4 separate regions of the Mus musculus genome follow, and all the other regions are linked to region 4. The links are chromatin contacts, called in public promoter capture Hi-C maps. All regions are on one chromosome and are shown on one strand. Each heading gives the region's core, a stretch centred on a gene start, on an enhancer-like site or on the middle of the called end of the contact. The rest is flanking DNA. Distances are from core to core; before and after follow the strand shown.

The links. Capture Hi-C pulls out chosen DNA fragments and counts their contacts.
Region 1: a promoter capture Hi-C map of adipose tissue shows a contact between it and region 4. The contact joins two enhancer-like sites. A contact is called at or near these places in 1 of 15 datasets of contacts at CTCF or cohesin (large pre-B cells), 15 of 484 Hi-C or Micro-C datasets (the G1E-ER4 cell line, the HL-1 cell line, Th1 cells and 9 more) and 2 of 9 other capture datasets (adipose tissue and embryonic stem cells).
Region 2: a contact with region 4 is called in a promoter capture Hi-C map of adipose tissue. The contact joins two enhancer-like sites. A contact is called at or near these places in 1 of 484 Hi-C or Micro-C datasets (bone marrow-derived macrophages), 9 of 115 datasets of contacts at active chromatin or transcription factors (bone marrow-derived macrophages, craniofacial prominence, embryonic basal ganglia and 4 more) and 4 of 9 other capture datasets (adipose tissue, embryonic stem cells, liver and 1 more).
Region 3: a promoter capture Hi-C map of adipose tissue shows a contact between it and region 4. The contact joins two enhancer-like sites. A contact is called at or near these places in 1 of 115 datasets of contacts at active chromatin or transcription factors (double positive thymocytes) and 1 of 9 other capture datasets (adipose tissue).

Annotation. Positions count from the first base shown.
Region 1 is chr2:72,037,052-72,039,784 of GRCm38.p6, forward strand. The region is part of intron 3 of Rapgef4 (Rap guanine nucleotide exchange factor (GEF) 4); the gene reads left to right. Among named protein-coding and RNA genes, the nearest start is that of Gm29940, 16 kb to the right of the region's middle. Within about 2 kb of position 1,395, at least 83 of the 459 cell types and tissues checked have an H3K27ac peak or open chromatin away from gene starts, as enhancers often do. A contact at or near this core is called in adipose tissue, where this site is marked.
Region 2 is chr2:71,621,352-71,624,184 of GRCm38.p6, forward strand. No RefSeq gene overlaps it. Among named protein-coding and RNA genes, the nearest start is that of Gm36857, 31 kb to the left of the region's middle. Within about 2 kb of position 1,555, at least 29 of the 459 cell types and tissues checked have an H3K27ac peak or open chromatin away from gene starts, as enhancers often do. A contact at or near this core is called in adipose tissue, bone marrow-derived macrophages and microglia, where this site is marked.
Region 3 is chr2:71,672,249-71,674,948 of GRCm38.p6, forward strand. No RefSeq gene overlaps it. Among named protein-coding and RNA genes, the nearest start is that of Gm36909, 18 kb to the left of the region's middle. Within about 2 kb of position 1,268, at least 40 of the 459 cell types and tissues checked have an H3K27ac peak or open chromatin away from gene starts, as enhancers often do. A contact at or near this core is called in adipose tissue, where this site is marked.
Region 4 is chr2:71,842,243-71,845,131 of GRCm38.p6, forward strand. Itga6 (integrin alpha 6) reads left to right here. Exons shown (of 26, transcript NM_008397.4): 20 at 887-1,060. Among named protein-coding and RNA genes, the nearest start is that of Pdk1, 30 kb to the right of the region's middle. Within about 2 kb of position 1,294, at least 52 of the 459 cell types and tissues checked have an H3K27ac peak or open chromatin away from gene starts, as enhancers often do. A contact at or near this core is called in adipose tissue, bone marrow-derived macrophages and microglia, where this site is marked.

The DNA of each region.
Region 1 (2,733 bases), core at 145-2,644, 190 kb after region 4:
CAGAAACGCACATACCTCTGTCTCCAAATGACACAAAATCCCATTGAGATCTGCATAGCTCATTTCTCAAGCAGTTACATTCTTCCTACTTCTGATGGACCCCAGAGCCACATCCTGCTTATGTGGCCTTGATTTCTGGGCAGCTAAGACCCCCCAAGCTGAAGGCTTCCAGAGCAACCTGACTGGGAGAGAGTAAGCCTCTGGATAGCAGGAGCACCTCCCACCAAGAGACCTTCCCCAAGACCTGATGCTCTTGTTCCCAGTTCCCGCATTGCTACTTTGTAACAACCGTGTTTGTCCTCAGCATCCTGGGAAATGCAGAGCCGCAACTCCTTGTGCCCTGGAGCTTTTAGAGACCTGCAAACCCTCACGCCTATCTTCGTGTTTTTATTCCATGCTTATTTTTCCTCACCACCAAGCTCGCTGCAATGTGCACTCACATCAGAGACATGTCTCCCAGCTTCTCAGACAGCCTTCTGGCCTTGGCCCTTCTTTTTGCTATCTTACAGAACTTTGACCAGCCAACAAGGGGGTGTGCCTACAGGCAGCATCCATGTCTAATGGTGTCCGACATGACATGTTCATGTAGGTTTCTGCTTGGCAACAGGCATCTTGTTTAGGAGTAGTCTCTCCAGTTCCCCAGTGACACTTTGTCTGCATCTCCAGGGACATCTTACCCTCAAAACAATACACACAAATAATAGCAATAGTGATGATGATGGTGGTGGTGATTATGATGATGATAGTAAACCTTAAAGTAGGCATATATACCTACTATATTAGACAACAGCACTCAACTCTCTCTCTCTCTCTCTCTCTCTGTGTGTGTGTGTGTGTGTGTGTGTGTGTGTGTGTGTGTACACAAGGCCTTGCTTTTCCCTGCAGATTTTATAGGTGAGGAGAATTTATGGTATAACAAATATTTAAATCCTAGAAACATGTATGCTTTTTTAGCAATTCTGGAAACACCTAAACTAAGGGAAATCTCCAATCATATCAATTCCTAAAGACTGACTGACTTTCATGTTTCAAAATAGAGAATGGTGCTTTATGATGTCACTAAAGCCTGTAACACTCACTGTTATCTTTATTTGATACAAACCCAGCAGCTGGGTTGGGTATGGCTATGCACAGTTAGATACGCTATGAACTGAGGCTAGTGGGTCCTACTCGCTGTATATAAAGCACTTAGTACAAAGCTTTGAATGAGCAGGGTCCCGGTGTTTTCTGCTAACTAATAAAAAGTTGATTGCCTAGACTGGAGAGCTGTTGGCTCCCATACCTGCAATGCTAGCAATGGTCACAAGAGGGCAGTGTTAGAACATGAAAACCAGGAACTGCAGCCCAGTATTTTGAAACTGCAGGAGTTTAAATTTTGTTCAGCCATTTCACTGGAGCAGAGATTCTGGGCTGCACTTGGCCTTGGTCTCCACTTCATTCCACCCCCTCATCTGTCATTGTGCCATTATCTGGCAATTTTTACTCTGGTTTTGAAAAAAAGACCTCTTGCTGTTTTTCTCTCTAAGGTCAAATAGAAAACCTTTAGTCATCCCTGCCTTTGCTTTTACAACACAGATGCCTTTGTTCATTGCAGTTTTGATTATTAAATTTGAAGTACAGCTCTCTCTCCCTTTCTCCCCACCCTCCTTCCCTCCCTCTCTCCCTCTTTCGCTCCCCCCCCTCTGTGTGTTTCCTTCCCTCCCTCCCTCCCTCTCCCCCGCTTCCTCTCCCTGATTCTTTCACTTGGCCACACACTCTGTTCGCTTTCCTTTCAGTGACATCACCATTTTTGGGAGACACTACTTGAACACATTTCTGAACAGTTTTACGAAGCCCAGAAAACGTAAAAGGTGGCAAGCTGGTTGCAGATGGTGTCACTGCTGACTCCCGCCGGAGCTCTGGCTGGGGCTGAGCTATTCATTAGGAATGGATATTTAGTTGACTTGGCATTCTGCACAACTCACCCTACATGTAGTTTTGTTGTTGAGTATTCTTTGTCCGGGTGACACAGTGCTGGCCAGTTCAGCTCTGCACTGGTTAGAAATGCCCGTGCCAGGCCGTGCTCTGCAAGCCAGCCCCAGCGAGCTTGCCTGATGTCCATCGGCTGCCCGACAAGCCGATTCCAGGGACACGCTCTGAAAGGAACCGGCCTTGCCGTTGCCGCTTGCCAGAAAACACATTTGACTTAGAAGTATCTTGCCTTCCTGCTTGGCAGTAAATCCTTTTGACACACGTGCAGTTGGATGCCTTGACAGACTCTGAAATTGGGTTCCATTTGATTTGATTACTTAAAAACGCTTAGAGAACTCAATAAATTCCAGGAGCAAATTCAAGCTCAGGAAGCAAAATGCAAGAGCTTTGAAACCTAGTGGCAAGTATAGGCTGGAAATGAACCCTGTAAAAACATCAGCTTTTAAAGAACTTATGCTTCTGAGTCTACCTATACACGTAAAGATAACCTAACACAAATAAGATTGTTAACTCTTGACTCAATGACACAGAAATGAATAAATTCTGAATAGCTAACAGGTCTGATAACTCTTCAGAATCACAGGATAATTTTTCATTTTCCATGAGTTCATCACAGACACAGCTCATGTCCCCAGATCATCTGCGCAGGCCAGGTTTCAGTGGACCATGATCGTACATTGTGACATGTAACCCTGGCCTTCTTACCACCGTGACCACTTCACAGTGTCCGTATGAACACATGTGAGACAGCTCTGGCGAGAA
Region 2 (2,833 bases), core at 305-2,804, 220 kb before region 4:
GATGGGTGCATTGCTCGCAGATCCCAAGTCATGGACCAGAATCTCACAGAATCAGTCGTGTGTGTGTGTGTGTGTGTGTGTGTGTGTGTGTGTGTGTGTGTGAAAGAGAGAGAGAGAGAGCAAGCTGCAGGCTTCACTCATAGAAGTTTATTCTCAGTGATGTTCTTCATTCATTCATATTCATTCTAAATATCTTCCAAAGATCCCTCTTCTCCACCAACTCTAACCACTACTGCTGGATCAACCTGTAAAGTCTACCCCGCATAGAGGTCATTCCATTTCAACACACAAAGTCTTGAGAAACACATTCACGTCAGAGGGAGGATACACTAGTGGAGGATGGACATTCTTTAGAGTCTCCCAGCAGCAGATGGCACTGGCTTAGCACTTAGTTGGTCCAACACACTGATTTAGTGGTGTCTCAGATTGGTTCTTTCAGTGGCTGCCAGTTGTGTGTGTGTGTGTGTGTGTGTATGTAACATGTTTTTTTCCCATGCTTAAATGGAAAGTTTCCTTCATTTGGCAAAGGACTTGACGAGAACGAACTCTATCAAGACAGGATTTTATTAGTGTTGGCCTTCCAACACTCACATCATGCATACCTTCTACAGACTGTTGGAAATGGCAAGGTAATAATAGCTTTGACTTTACAGTGCTTTTCCTAATTCTCAGCATGGTCTCGGTTTTTTGTGGGAGGCCAGAGGCCAGTGTCATCTAAAGCGAGGAGAAAGGCACGCAAGGCCGTGCCAATGAGTAGACAAACGTGGTGTGATCGCAGGTTTGATCCTGGAGTCAGCGTGCTTAGATCCTGCTCTTCAGGTGGGCATTCCTCAGTTTTCCGATCTGACCTGGTGGGGTGGCTCAGGAGCGAGCAGTACACTGTGTGTAAGCTGTTTAGCACAGTGCCTGGTGTCAGCAGGCTCTCGATCATTGGCCATCATTGCAACTATGAAATGTGGAAGACTGACTCATGTCACTTCCAAGAATGGAGCTTTTCTTCTGTAATGGACAAACAATAGGTATTTCGTACCTGTTGCTTACAGTATTCAATTCGAAAACATTAATTGGCATACTATTAGATACACGTGAAACATCTTTCTGGGCATTCTGTATTTGGCTTCCTTTTGTGAGGGAAGGAAGGCTTTCTCTGTGAGAATCACTGGTCCTGGGTATAGCTGAGAGCTACAGCAATTGCGCTCGGGGTTATCCAAGGTGCCAAACCCCTTCTCTGATCCCTAGAGCTCAGACTGGCTAAACCAGGTGATTACAAAACTGGAGGAGGGGGCCCACCTCGAATGTGTGGGGTAGACTGGGGCTTTCGACTTGTCTACAGGAAGCTGGAGTCAGACTGCTGGGCTAAGTTCTTAGAAACGTGGGTTTGGCTCTCTGTGCGTGTTCGAATGTGTGTGTGTGTTACATTGATAACTTAGAGCTGGGAGCCAGGTAGGAGAGGTCACAGAGTTTGGCTTCAGAAATGCCTGAGGAACTTGCTGGCTAAGGTTATTGCTTTTCTGGTCAGAACAGTGGAACCAACTCCCACAGAAGGGGAAATGAGAACGGTGACATTTGCTTCTCTGTAGAGCAGGGAAGGAGGAAAAGAACTCAGTGCCAGGAGAGCCCACTGGCTGCTCTCTCAGATTCTCATTTTGAAATGGCATCTGGACTTCAAAACATGCTCACACTTGAAAAATGAACGCATTGGCCAGGGCTGGTGTTTACCAGTGTGAACTTGTTCCTGCATCCAGTTGGTTGTTTTTTGGTGTTTTTTTTTTTTTTTTTTTTTTTGGTGAGGCTATGTAACTGCCATTCCCCCCACCCCCCTCCACCCCCAACCCTGGTCTCTCAAATGAGGGAGATCCTTAGTTTCTTTGTTAAAAATAGATGTCAGGGTGGGTGGGAGCAGGAAGGAGTTTCCTGCCTCAGGCAGAGGAGGATATGACAGGGCACAGACTGTGAATTGCAGCTGAGACTTGAAGGGCTGCAGCCGCTGAGACCAGTGCAGCTTGGATACACCAGTTGTTGTTAGTTCACTTCCGGGTCATGGCTGTCCAGCTCTAGCCTGTCCTGGGGGGACATTCCCATCAGGTTCCAATAGGTTGTGACCAGAAGCAGCTTGGGGATGAGAGGGATTTGTTCAGTTTACATCTCTGGGATCAGTCCATGGAGGGAGTCAGAGCAGGAACCTAGAGGCAGGAACTGAAGCAGAAGCCGTGGAGGAGTGATGTTTACTGATTTGGTCCTTCTGGCTTTCTTTTTTCTTTTTCTTTTCCTTTCTTAGATATTTTCTTTATTTACATTTCAAATGTTATCCCCTTTCCTAGTCTCCCCTCCGAAAATCCCCTACCCCTTCCCCCCTCCCCCTGCAAAGATTTATTTATTTACTTATTTACTTACTTGTTTGCTTATTTATTTATTGTATATGAGTACCCTATCGCTGTCTTCAGACCCACCAGAAGAGGGCATCTGATCCCATTCCAGATGGTTTGAGCCACAATGTGGTTGCTGGGAATTGAACTCAGGACCTCTGGAAGAGCAGTCAGTGCTCTTAACCGCTGAGCCATCTCTCTAGCACCTTCTGGCTTTTTTAGCTTGCTTTTTAAATACAATTTAGGAACATCTGTACAGGGGTGATACTACTCACAGTGGGCTGGGCCCTCCCACATCAGTTAAAAAAAAAAAAAAAGCCCTATAGATCTGCCTACAGTCCAGAGTGGTGGAGATATTTTCTAAATATTGTGTCAAAAGATACATACAACAACAACAACAATCAAACAGCACAGAGCCTCTGGGTCTTACTTTGGAGCTGGCTTGGGTAAATTCAGTCATCACTCCT
Region 3 (2,700 bases), core at 18-2,517, 170 kb before region 4:
GGGAGTCTGGCACCTTCTCTGACCTCTGTGGTCTCTGTATACATGTGGTAAACTTCCATGCATGCAGGCAAGCAAACACTTGTATGCATAAAATAATAATAAAAAAATAAGACTTTTAAAAGGAGACTCAGCAATAAGAAGTCACAATTCCCACCCATGTCTGAAGCAATGAGCTCTGAAATAAAGGTGTCATTAATGGTAAAAACAAAAACAAAGAGTAAGAGAGATGGGGGGAGGTGGCAGACCTGGCTAAGGATGCAGATAGTGATATCATCTATGATACACAGTGCTCGGCACCATATAGAGGCTTGCATGATAACTCAAGAGTTAATCCTAACCGTCCTGTGATAGAGGGGCTCATATTCTTCCCATTTCATGGATGGGAAACTTGAGGCGTGTGAGAGATTGAATAAATTGCCTATGAATGAACTTGTAAATGGGAGAGACTGCTACTGAGTCTTAGGTATGTGGACTAAAAATAGCAGCAATAATAGTGTCAAAGGATGTGGTGTTTTGATATTTCCAAAAACTACTTTCTTTGATCCGCTCCTAAAGAGAAGCCAAGTATTTCTTAAACAAGCCCTTGAACTTGGGAATCGTTAGAGTGCCTTTGCTTTCCAGCTGGTAGACCTGGTCTGTGGTCCAGCCCCACGCACCCTAAATAGCCTGATATGGACAGAGGGTAATGGTTAAATACCAGTTCTTAGCTATGTGACCTCCAAACCTTTACTTCCCTATCTATAAAAAGAGGGTAATAGCATTTCTGTCTAGGGGGTCTCCTGCCAGCTACTTCTGGTTTCCTCCACACCCATCACACAAAATGAGGCTTCTGAATAGCACAGATGCTGAAAAGGAGCCAACCTGGAAGTCTGTGGGGTGCTCTGAGTGACTGCAGCCATTGTTCCGTGGCTGCGGAGGGCCTCTCCGGCAGGGAGGGCAGAGGGCTCTGGCCTTTGGTGGACATCTGCCTCAGAATTCCTCTGCTCTGCTGTTTGAAGACATCGGCTTTTCCTTCAAGGACTGAGCAAATGCAGTCAGAAGAAATATGCCAGGGAGACAACACGGCGGTTGACTGGAGACTGGATGAGGACCGGATGTAGGCCTGACCCCGGGCTGTGTCCCTGGGGTGCAGCTCGGAGAGACCTCAGGGCCGACATTGCGTTCTCTGTTTACTCAGGGGTTTCCTCCTCGGAGCTGCCAAGGAAGCAGCTCTGTGAGGAAAGGGAAAACACGTGGGGTAGGACCCTGGACCCACACGGGGCGGACTACACAAGCTCCTGCCTGCCTCTATCAGGGAGGGGTGGAATACAGTCCAGCCCCTCCCCTGCCCTGCCTGGGCCAGCAGCATAACATGGGCCCTTGGGGACACTGTCCTCATGGCTACTTCATCCTAGGTGACCTGGTACCTCTTGGGGGGATGGGGAGGGGCCTGTGGGATGGTAAAAGCATGCCCAGAAGCTTGGTAAGGTAGAGCAGGTTGAGACCCGGAAACTTGGTAGGCACACATCTGAGACTTAGGCGACTTCTAGCTCCCTGCCAAATTCCTGGCCTGGAACACGTGCCATATTCCCCACCATAGGTCACATAGTTCTCCATGCTAATGAGGTACCTAGAGGCCTGGAGGGCTTAGCCAATAAACTTCCCTTCCCAGACATTTCTCCCTGCAAAAGGTATTTAATCTCGTGTCCACCCTGAGAAGGGGTACAGCTAAGTATGCATCCAATTTTCCACCATGAACAGTCAATAAACAGTTTAGAACCGTAGACTGAGTCTTTCATCAAGACCGGCTGCGGGGAGCCAAGAAGGCCTCCACCTACAGAGCTGCAGTTTAATTCTCCCGTAGAAGGCCTCTCTGCGCTTCCAGCCTGCCTCCACCAAGCTAAGGACAATCACCACTGGAACAAGGCAGAGCTCCCCTTCCTCAGGTCTGGGCTAGATGCTGACCCAGCCCTCCAGCTCTCAACTCAGTTCTTGGCTCTTCTGTGACTCTCAGTGTGCCTGGATGTCCAAGAGTCAGAGAACCTCATGGTCCCAGCCTCATCACAGGTCTGAGGGCCCCAAACCCTCTCCAGGTTTCCCACATCCCAGACTGTGCTTTCCCACCCCCTGAGCGGTGTCTCACTTCCCTAAAGCCCTGCCCCAGCTCCTGTGGTGTCATGGGATAAGTGCTGTCACACTATCCAAGTTCCACCTCCCCAAAGAGGCTGACTGGGACCCTGGGGTTGGGCTATTATTCATTTGTTACAGGCCCTGAGCTGTAACACGTGTGTAACCAAATACCTGGGATAACCAACTGTCTTAGTCAGGGTTTTTATTCCTGCACAAACATCATGACCAAGAAGCAAGTTGGGGAGGAAAGGGTTTATTCAGCTTACACTTCCAAGTTGTTGTTCATCACCAAAGGAAGTCAGGACTGGAACTCAAGCAGGTCAGGAAGCAGGAGCTGATACAGAGGCCATGGAGGGATGTTCATTACTGGCTTGCTTCCCCTGGCTTGCTCAGCCTGCTTTCTTATAGAACCCAAGACTACCAGCCCAGAGATGGTCCCACCCACAAGGGGCCCTCCCCCCTTGATCACTAATTAAGAAAATGCCTTACAGCTGGATCTCATGGAGGCATTTCCCCAGCTGAAGGTCCTTTCTGGGTGATAACTTCAGCCTGTGTCAAGTTGACACATAAAGCCAGCCAGTACACCAACCT
Region 4 (2,889 bases), core at 44-2,543:
TCTCGTTTACTTCCCTCTCACCAAGCCCAATTTTTTAGTGGTGAAAGTAGACTTGGTATTTGCCAGCAAAGGAGGCAGATGGGTGATAGGCTCAGAGTGGGCAACCACAGTGACTTTGGGTCCAGCTTAACAAACTGGACATGGACTGTGGTGTCTGCCTTATGCCTCGTATGGATTTGGGTCTGCATAGTGCAAATGAGTTCCTAAATGCCGGTGAGCATTGAGCTTAAAGCCTGAAATGGCAAGAGTGGCCGTGGCCCTAAGCCAGCACTCTAAAGAGGCAAGGTCTCCCCAGGAAGGCTGGCTGACCTGAGCGCTATGCAGTCAGGAAGATGGGGATCGGAACTGTGCTCAGTAGTGCAGGTAGGCCACTCTGCCCTCTCACTCTGGGCCTCTGTTGTAGAAAGCTACTCTGACCCCAGCACTGGCTCTGAGCTGTCATGCAGTTCTCCATAACCTTTCCTGTGTGGCTGATGGCAGAGGCAGCTTCATTTTCACAGTAGGGAGGTTTTCCAGAAGCAGGATATGGGTGCCTGGGCCATAGCAGAGGCTTTGCCATCTGCCAGGCAGGGTGCTCACTGAACAATCCACAAACAAGCCCGGGACTTTGCCTGTGCTGACGGGAACATGCCATAACTGCATAAGGTAGTTACTTGTGGATTGAGCAGGCAATCCTTCCTCTTTGACCATTTTCCCCTTCTATTTTTATGACAAAAATCTTCTAATTACTACTGACTATTTCGCAAGCTCTGTTCCTGATCCGTTTGTGGGATTTGTGCTTCCTTGTAGGTTTATGCTGGGAATTTAGCCTATGGGCAATAGGATGTGCTACTTAATTTTGCCATAAAAGGATGATATTATATCGATATACGTTGTTTTCCGACAGGTGATTAACTTAGGCAAGCCTCTTAAAAACCTCGGCACAGCAACCTTGAATATACAGTGGCCCAAGGAGATTAGCAATGGCAAATGGTTGCTTTATTTGATGAAAGTTGAATCCAAAGGTTTGGAGCAGATTGTTTGTGAGCCACACAATGAAATAAACTACCTGAAGCTGAAGGTATGCTGACGGTTTTCCTGCATGCCCCCTCCCCCTCCCCACATCCCCTATCCCCCCCCTCCCCCAGAGTGAGTGGGGTAGGCTCGACTCTGCTCAGGAAGCTGCACTGTGGCGTGCTGACTTTTTCTGTGGGTGTCACAGTTTCCTCATTTATGACTGAGTTAGCCAGTGGGACAGAAGCGGTTTCGCTGATGCATGACTGTTATGGAACATCCACTTGTTGGGGCGAAGGACATTTTCTAAAGTGTTATGACCCAATAAGCTGTGTAAGGAGAACATGCCCCGGGGAGGAAGCAGTGGACATAAGCTGCACAGAGCGTCAGGAAGGCACAGCCAAGGCCTTTGTACTGAGGCAGACGACCTTGAACACTTGCAATCTTATTAATAGTAAGTGTTCATCGAGTCCCTTACTGTGTCACTGCCAGGCCAAGCACTGTGTATATTCTCTTGAGAATTTTGAGATAGTTTTTACTATCTCCCCCTTCCCCACAATGAATGCCCTGAGACATTAAGTACCCTCAAAATGGCACAGCTCTTAAGAGAGAGGTGGATTCTGCATAAGCACCCACCGACTTCGAAGCCTAATCCCTCTACTGCAGCACACTTACATAACTAGCCCAGGTGAGTGAGTTCCAGTGTGGTAGATGGCTGCTCTTTTTCTTTTAAATTCTTAGGGTTTTTGCTGTTGTTTAGTTGGGGTTTTTGTTGTTGTTGTTTTGAGACAAGGTTTCTCTGGGTCGCCCTGGCTGTCCTGGAACTCACCAGGTTGGCCTCAAACTTAGAGATCCCTCTGTCTCTGTCTCCCAAGTGCTGGGATTAAAGACATGAACCACTATGCCTGGCTTGGCTGTTTATTTTTGAGGCAGGTCTTATGTAGCCCAGGCTGGCCTTGAACTTTTGGGGTAACCAGAAATGACCTTGACATCTTGATTCTCCAGCCACTACCTCCCAAGTGCTGGTATTACATCGTGTGCTGCTGCGCCCATACGTGCTAGGCTAGGCTAGGCTAGGCTAGGCTAGGCTCAAACCCAGGGCTTCATGCATTCTAGGCAAGCATCCTGCTAGTTCAGCTACATCTCCAGCCCTCTTATTTTAAATTCCAAAGTGACTGTATAGTCGCAGATTTACAGCTTGCTCCTTGACTCAGCAACACTGAAAAACATACTGGCCTGTTATTTTTATTCTTAAGTATAAGTTGACTATCCCTTTCTAAGCAATCCTAAATGCAAAAATGCTGTAAAGATTGCTCATAGGAGAGACTCACCTTGTATAAGGAAGACATAATGCTAAAAGTTCTTATCTGTCTTAGTCTTCAATGCTCCTCTCTATGTTGATCATACAAAGGGCCTTGTGCTTTCCTGTTGTTCTTCATGGCTTCTTTTCATTATTCCATATGTGCTGACTCTCTCTGATGTGGTGGACATGGGGCTGAATGCTGGGGTAGGGTAGATCTCTGGTTTCTGATCTACTGACTAACAGTTTGATGCTGTGTATTGTGGTTGAGTGGAGAGACAGGAACTGAGGAGGTGTCTTTCTTTCCCCGAGTTTCAGTATCACACTAGGAATAAACTACTTAAATAAATAGAGTCCCCACCGATGAACTTTAAAATGGCCATAATGCTTGCTGGTTTTACCTTTCCTCTGCTTTTGATGGTGGGAAGGAAGATGGGACGCTTAATGGTAGCCTTGGCAGAATTTGGACTCGGTGAGACACTGAGCACACTAGAGGGATTGTTTGGCCTCCGGCCATGCCTGTGAAGGATAATTCTGATAAGGCTTCTTGAGGTGGGAAGACCCACACTGACGATAGATGGCATCAAGCCCTGGCC